Regions from separate parts of the Macaca mulatta genome. Here region 1 is linked to region 2. The links are chromatin contacts, called in public Hi-C maps. All regions are on one chromosome and are shown on one strand. The core of a region is the stretch at or near the end of the contact, and the rest is flanking DNA. Distances in the headings are between cores, read along the strand shown.

Evidence for each region. A called contact is a pair of places that touch in the nucleus more often than the background predicts.
Region 1: a contact with region 2 is called in a Hi-C map of blood, with 4 times the contacts expected there. The contact joins the promoter of IKZF3 here to the enhancer-like site in region 2. A contact is called at or near these places in 4 of 14 Hi-C or Micro-C datasets (CD4 T cells, blood, cortical neurons and 1 more).

The regions. Positions count from the first base shown.
Region 1 is chr16:64,210,918-64,217,775 of T2T-MMU8v2.0, forward strand. It overlaps IKZF3 (IKAROS family zinc finger 3), which reads right to left and starts at 3,762. Exons shown (of 9, transcript XR_013406651.1): 1 at 3,497-3,762.
Region 2 is chr16:64,107,592-64,114,458 of T2T-MMU8v2.0, forward strand. It overlaps IKZF3 (IKAROS family zinc finger 3), which reads right to left. Exons shown (of 9, transcript XR_013406651.1): 9 at 4,717-6,867. Among named protein-coding and RNA genes, the nearest start is that of GRB7, 19 kb to the left of the region's middle. Within about 2 kb of position 1,735, at least 23 of the 40 cell types and tissues checked have an H3K27ac peak or open chromatin away from gene starts, as enhancers often do. A contact at or near this core is called in blood, where this site is marked.

The DNA.
Region 1 (6,858 bases), core at 2,512-5,011, 110 kb after region 2:
TGGGAGCTAAATACTGGGTACACATAGACTGTTATGAGTTAATGTGACCCCCAAATTAGACACTGGGAACCCTAAAATGGGGAAGGGTGGGAGGAGGGCAAGGGCTGAAAAACTACCTATAGGATACTATGGTTGTTATTTGGGTGACAGGATCAATAGAAGCCCAAACCTCAGCATCACATAATATACTTATGTAAGAAACCTGCACATGTACCCCCTAAATCTAATTTTGTTAAAATTGGCTTTAAGTGACAGTGTAGCAAAAAATATCCAATAACATTTTTGTTTTCCAAGCTTTCTTTTTCAATTATACAGCTTAAGTGTTAAAAAATTACTGAGTTTTATCAAATAATTACTAGCCCCAATCTCCTACTTTAAAAATTTATTTAAATAAAATGCATCACAATAAACATAATAAAAAGTACTTTTTCAGCACTATTTTAATTGAATGCAACAAATTCTGAGGGCCTTCTATGAACCGGAAACTGTCCTTGGCACTCAGTGTACAAAAACAAGACACAGTCTCTGCTCTCCAGAAGCTTAAAGACCAGAGGCGCAATAAACACCTAAATCAATAAATAATTTCAACACAATGTGGTAGAAGTATACACAGAAAGGAGAGGCCCTTGGCCAAGGTGAAGGAACATGAGAGAGTGGGTAGGGGTGATCACCAGAAGGCACTAGGAGGAGGTCATCAGAAGAAGGTCATCGTAGAGCCTTCATGGCGATGATGCCTGAACAGAGTCCTGAAAGATGAGCAGGCATAACCAAGTAGAGAATGGGTGAACATAATAGTAAAGACATGGAAGCGTGAAATAGCATACTGGATTATAGGAAGCACAAACAGGAATTTTGAAAAAATATGTTCTACCAGGACGCCATGGCCTTTCTCTGGCTTTTGTTTCTTAAAACCTTTGTATGTCGTCCTCCATAGGCTCACAACTGAGGACAAACAGATTCCATCAACTACAGGCTTTATGTCCGTTAATCTCAGCCATCCAGAACATGGAAAGGGACCTGAAACAAAAAACTACTACCAAACAATCTATGTGGTAAGAAATATAAGCTAACATCAAGAAGGAGACAAAAATTGTACAATATCCTGGGTATATTTGGTGTAGGGGCATTCAGCTTTACATCACTCAAAACCCCTGTGAGAATATATTATGGAATAATACATGATCTGATGGTCAGAACAGTAACTCAGAGTTGCAGAGATAAACTTATCTCTTGTGTACCTTGCTTATAAAGCAGGGGGCTGTGTAATAAATATACTTAGAAAAATTTTTACTCAATATTGTTAAAAATAAAAATGTTTTACATTAAATAAGAAGTCTGCCATTACCTGTGAAATTCATGTTTGTGAACCGCCTCATTTCCTGACCATAACAGACAGAAGAGATGTTATAGTACAAATAATAAAATTTAGTGATTCATAAAGAGTCTTTGGGTAGAAAATATTTAAGGTCACAGATTGTGAGAAAATTAAAAAGCTATAGCTTCTGATTTAGTATATGCATTAAATCTTCATTTCTACAAGATTTCTATTTCAAAAGTTTATTCATCTGACATCTTCATACACAGAAAGTCTCAATACATTAATTAAAAGATAAATGAATTTGCTAAATGACTTTATATGTTGAATGAATTATATTCAGTATTGCATTGTAAAATAAACTGTTATGAATCAATGTGACCCCCAAATTGGGCAGAAAATAAAAGCATTCCATGAAGTATTCTACTTTCTTACATTGCCAAGAGAGGTATACACTACAGACCAAATCTCTATTCTAGACTTAAATCAAAACCACAAGATGATATAAAAATATTTTAAATATCAAAAACATGGGACAGATTAGTCAATTTTGGGTAGCCATAATGAACTAGGTATTTTACCACATCAAACACTCTATCCTCAAGGACCTGACATTAATATAGCCAAATTCACATAATTAACCTCTTTTTAAAATTTAAATGTTAAAGTTTTTGCATTAAGCATAATCTACACTCTCTCCATGGACCTATAAATTTAATCTAATCATGTAAACACAACTTTTAAAAATTATTGATCTATATTCTCTTTCCATTTATAGTCTACACATTGTAAATTAAATTCTACACAAGTTTTCATTCTTTTCTTCTTAAGCGAGTCTTCATCCAGGCTTATTAAATATCTGTGTTAGTACACCAATAACCTAAGATATGTTTCTTTATTCTATATAATAAGATTAGTTTCTTAATTTTACATTAAATAAATGAATTTGGAAGTATTAACATTTATAGAGAAATACTCCAGTTTCTATGGATTTACATGATTCTGTACATTATCCTTGATATGTGGTATGGTTAAGGCTAGGAAAAATAGTGTCGGAGTACTGATTTATAATTTCATAAAAACAAATTAATCATTTGTAATAATTAAAGCATAAGAGCTTTTTAAAAATTATTTTTCCCATAGTATACAACAGCCCGACTTTTTTTCCTTGCTATTGGCCAATAAAACCTTTGTTAAAAATTACACTTCAATAGACCATTATTTAAATGTTAAAAATGCAAAATTTTTTAAGTTTTCAATCCCTAATTTAAAAAATTAAAAGCATAAATTTTTGATATTTTAATAACTTAATATACTCTAGAAATAAAGCTGCCAAAGATCAGTTCATTGTTAATTAGAGATCCTCCCATTATTATGAAGAAAATATTCACAATCTTCATATTTATCAAAGTAACATTTTAGTTAGGTGTCAATATCTCATTTTTAATAGAATGAAATTCTGAATTTCATAATCCCACCATCCCCCCAGTTGAGATGCATTTGCCATTTTCAAGGTTTTAGAAACACTTGTTGAAAAGACCACTGAAGAGTTTACAGTAGCAGTGTGAAATTTTAGGTATCCCAAGGAAGTATAGAATGAAAAATGTTTGAGAAGCGAGGATAGCGTTACGACTTTCAAAATTAATTAACATGAAACTCCTAAAGTAAACCTGATTTTTGCGTTGGGTAAAGAAGACTCTTAGAAGATCGAATCCCAAGGGAACTGCAAGTGCCAACCGCTTTAAAATGTACCTTTCCCAGATGACACCATTTACCCTTGTAAGAAAACAAGTTACTCAGATTAGCGTAATTCCAATGAACACTGAGGCCACGAAGGAAAAAATATCCAAAAGTGTTGGTTATTCCACCCCCAGATTTGCAGCCGTTTCAGGGACACCCCTTAAGTGCTCTTCCTCTGCAGATGTAGGGTAGACCCCCCATGTCTGACAACCCTTTAGAAATAAAATTGCAAAGAAGTTATCACTTTCCAAAGGGCGGGGGAAGGACAAGTGAGAGACGTACGAGAACCGACGCGCTTTGTCCTCTGAAATACCTCATATTTACTTTTGACAAAAGAAATAAATAGAAGCAAAACCGAGATTCATAAGAAACTCTTTCTGCTGCTTGCACAGGCCAAGCTTCTCAAAGACCCCGGAGAAAAGAAGCGCGCTGGAGGCTCACCTTCCATGTCGCTGCCCGGCCCGGCTGGAGCTGCCGCTGTGGCTACCCGGCCTCTCCACGTGCTCCTGCCGTCGCCTGGACTCAGCGCGCAGCTGGCGGGAGATTCCCGGCACGGGGAGTCCCCGGGATCCGGCCGCCGCGTCGGCGCAGACTGAAAGGGGCAGGAGCCGGCGACCTGCCGGTGCGCGGGGTTACAGCGGCGCTGGCTGGCGGCTGCTTTAAAGGACGCTGGCCGTGGAGTGCGGCGGGTTCCGCACCTCCAGCCCCCTTTTGAATGTCAAACCCAAGGAACCCCGACAGGATGGAAATGGCGCATCACTAAATTGTCTCAAAATGTCTATTTTAGAAGGATAATGGATGAGAAAAGTAATATCACACGGAGGGTGGGGGGTCAGCCTCGCTTTCTTGGCAAGCTCAAGTTCAAAGACGTTTATTTTAAATTGAGGGAGATCTGGAACTTTTTGTCTAGATTCTGTGATAACAGCCGTGGAAAGTATCAATGAGAACTCCCTTCTTTCAAAGTATTTTTTTTTTCCTTCCTCACTTTTTCATTTCACATGGTAAAAGTTTTTTATCCAAGTTTTCAGAAAGACAGTTGGATTTTGGCACTTTTATCAATTCAACTTTTTAATTTTTGGAAGCAATTATCTCACTTTTATTTTCCCTCTGGGAACTGCTTGGTTTATTTGCCACCACTCACACAATACTACCCACTCTATATAAATAGAGTGAGTGTTTTATAGAGTGTGTTGATTTTCTCCCAGCCTGCCTTCTTCCAAATAGACACCTTACAAAAATACGTACAGGATGTACCAGAAAATTAATCAAAGAAAGTAGAGCTAAGGGTTGAAGGTGGGGGCAGTAAGATAGTAAAATTAACTTAAAGATGTTAGTATACAGATATGTATCAGTCAACATCTTCTCCCAACATCCTCCCTACTGTCCAGAGGTAAAGCACACATTGGACTGCAGAGAGAGGAAAGGGGAAGTGACCACAAAACTGTTTTTCAAAGCAGAACTTTTCTTCACATTGAGGTTTAAGTGACATTGTTCAGGTGAGCCCTTCTAAAGATGCCCAGAGTGTTGGACAATATACGAATGAGTCTCAAAAGGCCACCGTCTCCGCTATTAGAAAATTATATGAGTGTATACAAATATATTTGAAACTTAAGGTTGAGGGTTTGTGCATCAGCTGACCATATCAGAAGAAACCCACACTTACAAGTTAAAGTATAAATGCTGTAATTTTATGAATTGTAGTTTTAACAAGAGTACGTCGTTGGTATAGGCAGTCTATGTGATGTCTGTATATATAAATATATTTAAGTGGGTGAAAAACTACACTGGCTTTAAGCACCACAGTAGCATCTCTATAACTGCATGAGTTGGGAGTTCTGCAGGATATCAATTTTGGAGAAATACTCTAAACACTAGGTCTAATTTTAGTACTGAAAGGGGAAATTTGTTGTTTGTTAGTTTCTAGAAGCAAAAATAGCACATCAAAAGTAGCAGAAGAGGAACTGTAAAATTTCACAAGGATGGTATGAGGATGAAAACTTATTTGGTTATTAAAAAGCTGTGGGCCAGGCGCAGTGGCTCACACCTATAATCCCAGCACTTTGGGAGGCCAAGGCAGGTGGATCACGAGGTCAGGAGTTCGAGACCAGCCTGGCCAACATAGCGAAATACTGTCTCTACTAAAAACACAAAAATTAGCTGGCTGTGGTGGCGCACGCCTGTAATCCCAGCTACTCAGGAGGCTGAGGCAGGAGAATCGCTTGAACCCTGCAAGCGAAGGTTGAAGGGAGCCAAGATCATAACACTGCACCCCAGCCTGGGCAACAGAGTGAGACTTCATCTCAAAAAAAAAAAAAAAAGTTGTAAGGAAACTTTATGATTTTCCATTACGATGTTCTCTGTATATTTGACAGTAGAATGTGTTAGTACTCTGTAAATAGTTCAATACTGAGTATTTCAGACTCCTGAGAGTGATACCTAAGTGGATTGAAAGTGGATTGGTAAAATAATTTATGTAGCTACTCCATCTTCAAGGAGATGTAGCATAAATCCCCACTGTTTAAGTGTGGGTGCACAAAGTGACTTCATTCCGAAGAGTATAGTATGAAAGCGGGGGAATAAACTGACAGTGGAGAAACCTAACAAACAGTACCTCAGCCAGCAGACCAAGGTTAACATCAAGTGATAAGGCATGTTGATAGTATGTCTCCTTGATATGATGTGATGAGAATGTCATTTTATCTCTGTAATCTTCATCCTAAGAACCCATAGTTCCAGTCTAATATGCAGAAAGACAAAATTCCAGTAGAGAGGCATTCTACAAAATACCTCACCAGTTAAAGCCAGGTCAAGACCTTCAAAAACAAGAGAAGTCTGACCCAGCCAAGGGGAATCTAAGGAGATACAATGACTATAGGTAATGTGGGATCCCGCATGAGATCCTGGAGCAAAAACAAACAAACAAACAAACAAAAAGAAACGGGGTGGAGAGGTCATTGAATAAAAAAGTAAGGAAATCTGAATAAAGTTTGGACTTCAGTTAATAGTAATGTATCAATATTGGTTCATTAATTGTAAGAAATGTACCATACCAATGTAAGATGTCAGTAATAGGGAAAATCGGGAGGGAGTATGTAAAAACTCCCTGTACTGTTTTTGCAATTTTTCTGTAAATATAAAACTCTTCTAAAATAAAAAGTTTATATAAAAAGAGTGGATGGGTACTTCTGACAGACAACTATTACTCATTTGGTTAAGTCTCCTCTCATAGGATTTAGTTTATCACACAGGATTTACAAGGATCAATTACTTACCAAAAACCGAGAAGCCAATAAAACACACTGTGGATTTATAATGTACTTTGACAAAAACTGGAATGACGAACTTGTAGGGAATCAAGATAATGCCTAAATCTGTCTTCATTATCATTACCTTAAGAAGAGAGCAGTTGAGACCAGACCATGAATCCAGACATGGTAACTGACAATGGGTGGATCTGACTCACTGAGTCACATTTCATGGCTTATGCTATATAGGTAAAATTAACAGTGACTAAAAATGAAATTACTGACAAAGGTTGCTCCTGGACCATATGAGATAGTCCAAGTACTGACTCGGCTCAAAGGAAATAAAACCGAAAACTCTTGATCTCACCCAAAATAACCATTCTGCACCCTGTCTGAACCTTGGGCTCTCTCTACTAACCAGCCTACTCAAAACCACTACTGAGGGTGGTGTCCCGCTGCTAAGAAACAGACAACGCACAGGGCCTTTCGGGTCACCAAACTAGTAGCCAAGAAGGAACCATCAAAGACGAGGGCATGATCCCCTTTGGAGCTCCCTGA
Region 2 (6,867 bases), core at 485-2,984:
TGGAGCTGTGTTTCTGTCGTAAGAACTTTGTTCTTACTTGGATTAGGTTTATCTTAGGGTGGTTTGGGGCAGACTGAGGGAGAATGGAAGGCAGAAACCACCCCCTCAGGACAACCACGTGGATCTCCTTAAGGTCTGGGTAGTGGAACTGGGCCCTCTGACCTTGGAGTTGGAGGGGAAGCTGTAAGCCACCCGCACCCTCACGCAGCTGTGACCAACAGGCACTGTCATCCGCATTCCCCTGCCCAACTCCCGTGCCCTGAGTCCTGTCCTCCAGGGCATTCCTACTGGCACTGCCCCAATCTCCCAAAAGATTCCAGGGATCTCTCTCTCTCTTTTTTTTTTTTTGAAGTCTTACTCTGTCGCCCAGGCTGGAGTGCACTGGCTGATCTCAGCTCACTGCAACCTCTGCCCCCTGGGTTCAAGCGATTCTCCTCCCTCAGCCTCCCGAGTAGCTTGGGATTACAGGCGTGCGCCACCACGCCCAGCTAATTGTTGTATTTTTAATAGACGGTGTTTTGCCATGTTGGCCAGGCTGATCTCAAACTCCTGACCTCAAGTGATCCCCCCGCCTTGGCCTCCCAAAGCGCTGGGATTACAGGCCTGAGTCACCGCACCCATCCATCCAGGGAATCTCTTTGCCCGGCCTTGGCCGACCCTGGCTCTCTTCCACCTGTCAGTCCCGACACAGATTCCCCATCTTTGGGTTCCTTCCTCCCAGGCTAAGGCACCCTGCCCCACACGTCTACTGAAGGAGCTTAGTGTTGGGGCCAGTGGGTGACTGGGTAAGGCTGGATTGTCAGGGCAGGCTGGGGTAGGGGAGGATGCATGGGGGACCAGTCTCTCAGCCGCTCTGGGCCTGTGCCGGAGGCGATCTGCCCCGCTGCCCGCCCTTCCGCCACCACCCGGGTCGCACGCGCGTGCCGGGGCCGACAGGCGCCAGGCCTCACCAAGCTACCCGCGGTCGTGGCGGCCCCTCGTGTCTCTGCGGAGGCAAGGCCGCTGGCTTCGCCAGGGGGCGCGCGTCGGGCTCGCGGCTCTTTGAACTGGGCCCCGCGAGGTCGGGGGGAACGCGCCATAGGTCTCGTGGCTTGCGTGGCGCCGCAGCAACGAGCCGGTCGCTGCGGAACTCTGCTTAGTCCGGGCCTCGCTGCGAGTAGGTGGGCGGCGCGGGGGGTGCTCCCTTGGCCAGGCGGGTGGAGGGAGGTGTGGGCGCCGCATCCCAGCGTCGCGGGGCCTCCAGGCGCGGGCAGGCGAGACTGGCGTGCGGCGCGGCGGCCTAGTCCCGGCGTCCCAGCGTCTCCCACTCCCGCAGGCGCCGAGCCGGGTCAGCCGCGCGGCTGCAGTGACACCCAGCGGCCGTCGCGGGAAGTGCGGGCGCCGCAGCCTGGCCTCCCGGGCTTGGGTCTCTCCAGGTTCCCACCCCGGTTACGCGCGGGCACCCCCGAGGAGAGCAGCCGCGCGCTGCAGATGCCCGCGGGGCACTTCCCCTGCCCCTCCCCCATTTCCTCCCCGCAGGCGCCCGAGCGCCGGGAGATCCTGCGCCACGGCAGTGCCCGGAAGGGCGGGGCGGGGTGCAGTAGCGGCGCTGGGCTGTGACCCGGGCAGTTTCACTTCTGGATCCCCCTCGGGCTGCGATGGGACAGCGTGGGGGCGGCGGGGGGACACGCGGGCATGCCGAGATCCGGCGCTCGGGACCCCGATGAGGGGAGGCCTTTTACTCCCGGGGTGTCACGCGACCCACACTTTCTTCCATGTCCACTCCCACCCCCCATGGGTTCCACTTTGCTGTCCCCCGAGCTGCCGCTCTTCCCCAGCAGCCACCGCCTCCGCCGGGGCTGCCGACCCCCGGAGAGGCCCCGAGCGGCGTGGGCGGCGGTAGGAGGGAGCTGTGAAGCCGCAGGCAGGGGGTTAGGCTGCGGGCTGCTGAGACGCCGAGCTGTTTCTCAGAAGTGCAGCTGCCCCTCCCCTCACACCCCCCTCACTCCCACCGCGCGCCGCACCCCTGCCCCCTCTCCGCCAGCCTCGCTTTCCTCTCCCAGGCACCCCAGCCGGGAATCTGGGGTCTGGGTCCACGCAGAATTAAGAGGAGAACCTGAGAAAGGGCAGGGACCAAGGGTTCAGACCCAGCCTCAGCGCGCATATTCCGAGCCTCCTACAATTCCACAGGTGAGGGGACCCTGTCCCCTACCCCTGGGGCCCAGGATTGGAATTTGATAGAGCAGTTAGGAAAATGGCCTCGAGAGAGAGAATCACGGGCCGGGCCACTGTTACTCTAGCTCCAGCGCCCAGTGAGGAGAGGAGGGAGAGGGAAGACCTAGAGCCCGGCTGGTTCAGTGAGGTTGAGGCCAGTCTTAGGAGTACCAGCTGGAAGGCCCTTCAGAGATCCCTGACTCTGGGGAAAATCAACGCCCAGAAGGGAAAGTCAAGTGTCTGGGCTCATGCCGAGAGGGAGAGCGCTGGGATTGGAACCAGACTCCAAATACTCGCGGGAGTCTGCGACTGTCTTTTGCTTGGGACTTCAGAGCTTTGCTGGATTCACTGACTCTGCCTGCTTTTCCCCAACACACACAAACACACACACACACACACACACACGAGACATGTGCACGCACACACAGACACACAGGCAGACAGACACAAACACAGACAGACATGCAGAGAGAGAGACAGGCGCAGATGGAGACAGACACTCACACGCAAAGAGACACACAGCTCCCCAGGAGTCTAGCGGGGCAGCTGAGGTCTGTGAGTGAGACATTCTCAGGGAGACACTGAGAATGCAATTCCAGTGGGGGTGGGATGGGGATTGGGCGGTGGAAGGACAAGCCTGGGGGAGGAGGTGGCATCGCCCCCCTAGTTCCCATCCACCACCACCCCCAGTGCTGTGGTTTATTTGCCTAGGCAGCTCTTCTGGGCCAGGGGGCCAGGGGACTGGGGTGGAGAGGCAAGGTGATGGGAAAAGCTGTTCTGGGGCTTCCTGCCCCCTCACTCCTGGGGAAGGGGGGCAGCTGCCATCACCCGCAGGCCTTTCCACTGCAGCCCTTTCCTTGGGTATGTGTGTGTTATTCTGGGGGAAGGTCTGTTATTTGGGGGGAAGGGAGGCAGCTGCCTACTTCACAGGTCAAGACAGAGTTAAAAACAAAACCACAGCAAATTCAACACCCCGTGTCCTTCAGGGACTTTCCATGACACCTTCCTTCCCCCCTCTCCCCCAAGCCAGGGAGCACCTCCCCAGAGGGCCTCCCCACCCCAGGTGCAGTGGCTTTTGGCTTTTATGCAAACAACCGTCTGATCCGGGAATGCTCCACAGCCCAAACTGTGGCCTGGGCCGAATGCACCCCTCCACCATCCCTTGGGCCAGTGTTTCTGGTCTTCCTGGAGCTGTCACCTCCACTCTTCCTCAGACCCTGGATTCTGAGGGACAGGATATGAGGGCAAGGAGCTAGGTCCTTTCCCCCTGCCTGCCCTCGGGTGGCAGTTGCCTGCAGGTGGAGGCTTGGGCACAGCAGCCTAAGTGAATGTTCCTGGGTTTTGAGTGATGGAGGAGGGGGAGGAGGGTGCAGGTGTGGGGTGGCCTCCACTGCCAGGTCCACCACCCTCTAGGGCATCGAATTACCTACCAAGAATCAGGAAGGAAAACTCTTCTCAGCCCGGGAGTCCATTCAACCCCAACGCCGGCTTGAGTCTCCAGTCACTGTTTGCTGGCAAAGGGGGTCAGGGTCTCCCTGTCTCCCTCTCTTCTGCCTGAGCTGCTTCTGCTTTGGGAAGGGATTGAGGATGGAGAAGGCCATATAATCTTCTCTCCAGGGCTGAAAACCAGCTACTGAGGGGCCGTTTTTGAATGTATTCAGTGCTAAAATGCAAAGGCAGGGTGCCATGCCATTCCTTTCTCCTCCTCAGCTTGAGCAAGACTCCAGTAGGAGACCCTCAACCAGTTCGGACATTTTGGGGTACTGATGGGAGGGAGATGGTGCTGAACTTGGAGCCAGAGGACGCTGGTGCCAGCCTGGCCCCACATTTGTTAGTCTTAAAACTTCAGACCATCTTCTTCATGCCTCTTCCACAGAAGAGGGAAAATGGAGGGTGCTTTAGATGAGGCTGAGCAAAGGCCAGACTCTCTCTCTACCTTCTCTAATGTTTTCTAAGAGAGAACACAATCACGATGGGCAGAAAGCAGCCCCATCCCTATGCCATTCTCTTAGGACTTTTCCCCCTAACACCTTCGGTTTGGGTCTCCAAGTATCTAAAAACTAGTTAAATATGGTGGAGTTTAAGGACTGCAACTCCAGTTTCCCAATGTGGATGTCAATGAGCCCCGACACATGAAAAAGTCAGAACTTGACTATATTTTAAGAAGAACCTCTGTTGAGGGAGGAAGGCAGAGCAGTGACTTGGAATAGGGGTGCACTGTGCTGAATGTGCTGATCGTGCTAAGTCCAGGTCCCCAACCTCTTCCAGTTTCCTTAGTGAACTAAGGACCAGTGGAACCAGGAACCCTATCATGTGGGTACAGGGGCCAGCAGCAGGATCACAGTGGTAGGCTCAGCAAGGCGTCAGGTGAGAACCTTGATTTCAGTGATAATTCATTTTTCTTGATAACTGGACTTTAAGAAATATAGGGGCGAAATTAAGAAAGTATTCCTTGGGGTGGGATGAAACCCTTCTACATCCTGACACTAGCAGCTACAAATGATAAGGATGCACAAGGACTAATTTCAAACATACCAGGATTTTTTTATTTTTCAGTGTAAAAATCAAACATGATAAACCTAGAAAACTATCAGCAGGGCTACTTCTTACAGGATTCTGGCAAGGGCTAGCATTGCTACATTTCAGAAGCTGACTTTCTTTAAACCGTCTTTACAGAGGAGTAGACTTCACAGTGCCACACATGGCTGGGCTCTGGGTAGAACTCCATAGGAGTGACGAGGGAAAGTCACCACTGGGCAGGGAGGGCATTTCTGAGAAATGCAGATGAGAGGAGAGGCTGTGAGCACAGGCTGTGTCAAAACCCAGGGCAAGGGTTCCCTCCCGCCTTCCCTCCCAGTGGGAAGGCCACCCTGAGCCCCAAACCACATTCTGTTCCTTCCTCGTCATTCTGCAGACAATGGTCATCCACAGACCACATGTGTGGTGGCTTTGGCAACCAGAAATTTAAAATAAGCTATGTTTTTTCCAGAAGCCAAAATGATCCTGCACCAAAGCTCATAGACTGAGAACCTGAGCATGCAAAACCACAGTCTGGGTGAAGGGATGTCTGCTTTGTAAATGACCTGCTAATTCTTTGCAACCCACAGTAATTTGGTTTCTGTGAACCCACAGAAGCAGGCCCACCGAAAAGGGCCTTGTCTGCTAGCCTGGAGTGTACATGAGTCACTGGTGGTGGGATCAGTCATTTTTAAGGCTGCGCCATTTTCCTAACATGTTAAAATGTGTGTTCTCAGTCTTTTCAAGGGAGGAAGAAGCAAAGCAGCACTTACAGAGCGTGAGATAGACTCACAGATGTGTGGCAAGGGCTTGGGGAAGCTGGGTGGAATCTTGGGTCTCGTCTCCAGGCTTTCTGGAGTAGGGTCCATGGAGAGATGAACAGTGAGAAGCATTTGAAGAAACTCATGAAGTGGCAGGGGGTGGGGTACTAATGGTTGAGGACTCATAGACAGTGAGGGAGCAAAGCGCTTTGACTTTCCTGGGTGCGACACCATGAAGTGTCTACAGCACGTAGTTAGCTTAGGTTGGTTCCAAGGGTCAGTAGATCCTCTGCCCTTGTGCATTAAAACAACATGAAGGAAACTGTGTTAGAGATCAGTTACCTCCATAATTCATTTGTAAAGGAATTACTATTATGATCTAGTATGGTCTTGGGATATTTTTCATGTCTTTACATTTATGACACAGTACATTTTCCACTGAAAATGTACAACCATCCAACATAATCCACACCACCCCTCAATGGTAACATTAGCTCATATACAAAATTATGGAAAACCTCACAACATCCTTGGAAGGTAGATATTGTTATATCCTTACAAAAATTTAATACACCCATCAACATTCCTATTTCAAATAGCTCAATCGATATCCACACATAAGACAGCCCACTATTGTGATACAGTATTAAGAAGAAATTCAGGCCGGCCGCAGTGCCTCACGCCTGTAACCCCAACACTTTGGGAGGCTGAGGTGGGCAGATTACTTGAGCCCAGGAGTTCAGGACCAGCCTGGGCAACATGGTGAGACTCTGTCTCTACAAAAAGTCCAAAAATTAGCTGGGTGTGGTGGCCCATGCCTGTAGTCTCAGCTAGTTGGGAGGCTGAGACGGGAGGATCGCTCTGCTTGTTGCTTGAGCCCAAGAGGTTGAGGCTGCAAGTGAGCCATGATTGCACCACTGCACTCAGCCTGGGGAAACAGAGCGAGACTTCGTCTCAAAAGGAAAAAAAAAAGAGGAAACTTGTGTCCAATTTATTCAAAGTGCAAAAACCTGTGTATCTTCATGACCATGGTGGGGCAAAGACTATCTACAGCTGGAGCAAGGGAGAGGCACAGTCTTGTGTTACTTTATAAACCTCAGAAGTTTTAAGCCCACAACTCTCCTTCAGGCTCTTCTGTGTCCATGGTCCTAAAGGGTCAGGAGTCCCGAACCCTGGGCTCATTCTCAGAACCACTCAGTTGTGCTGCCTTGGAGAACAGTCCTTTTCCTGAGGTGGCCCAGGTCCCGCTGCTGGTTTCAGATCAAAATTGTCCTCCTTTATTGGCACTTATATCTCAAATCATTCTCCTTGTCTGAACTCTGGATATAGAGGTTTTTTGAACATACTTTCTGTGTGAACACAAAAATAGCTTCCAATTCTCTAAAAGATGAGGTAT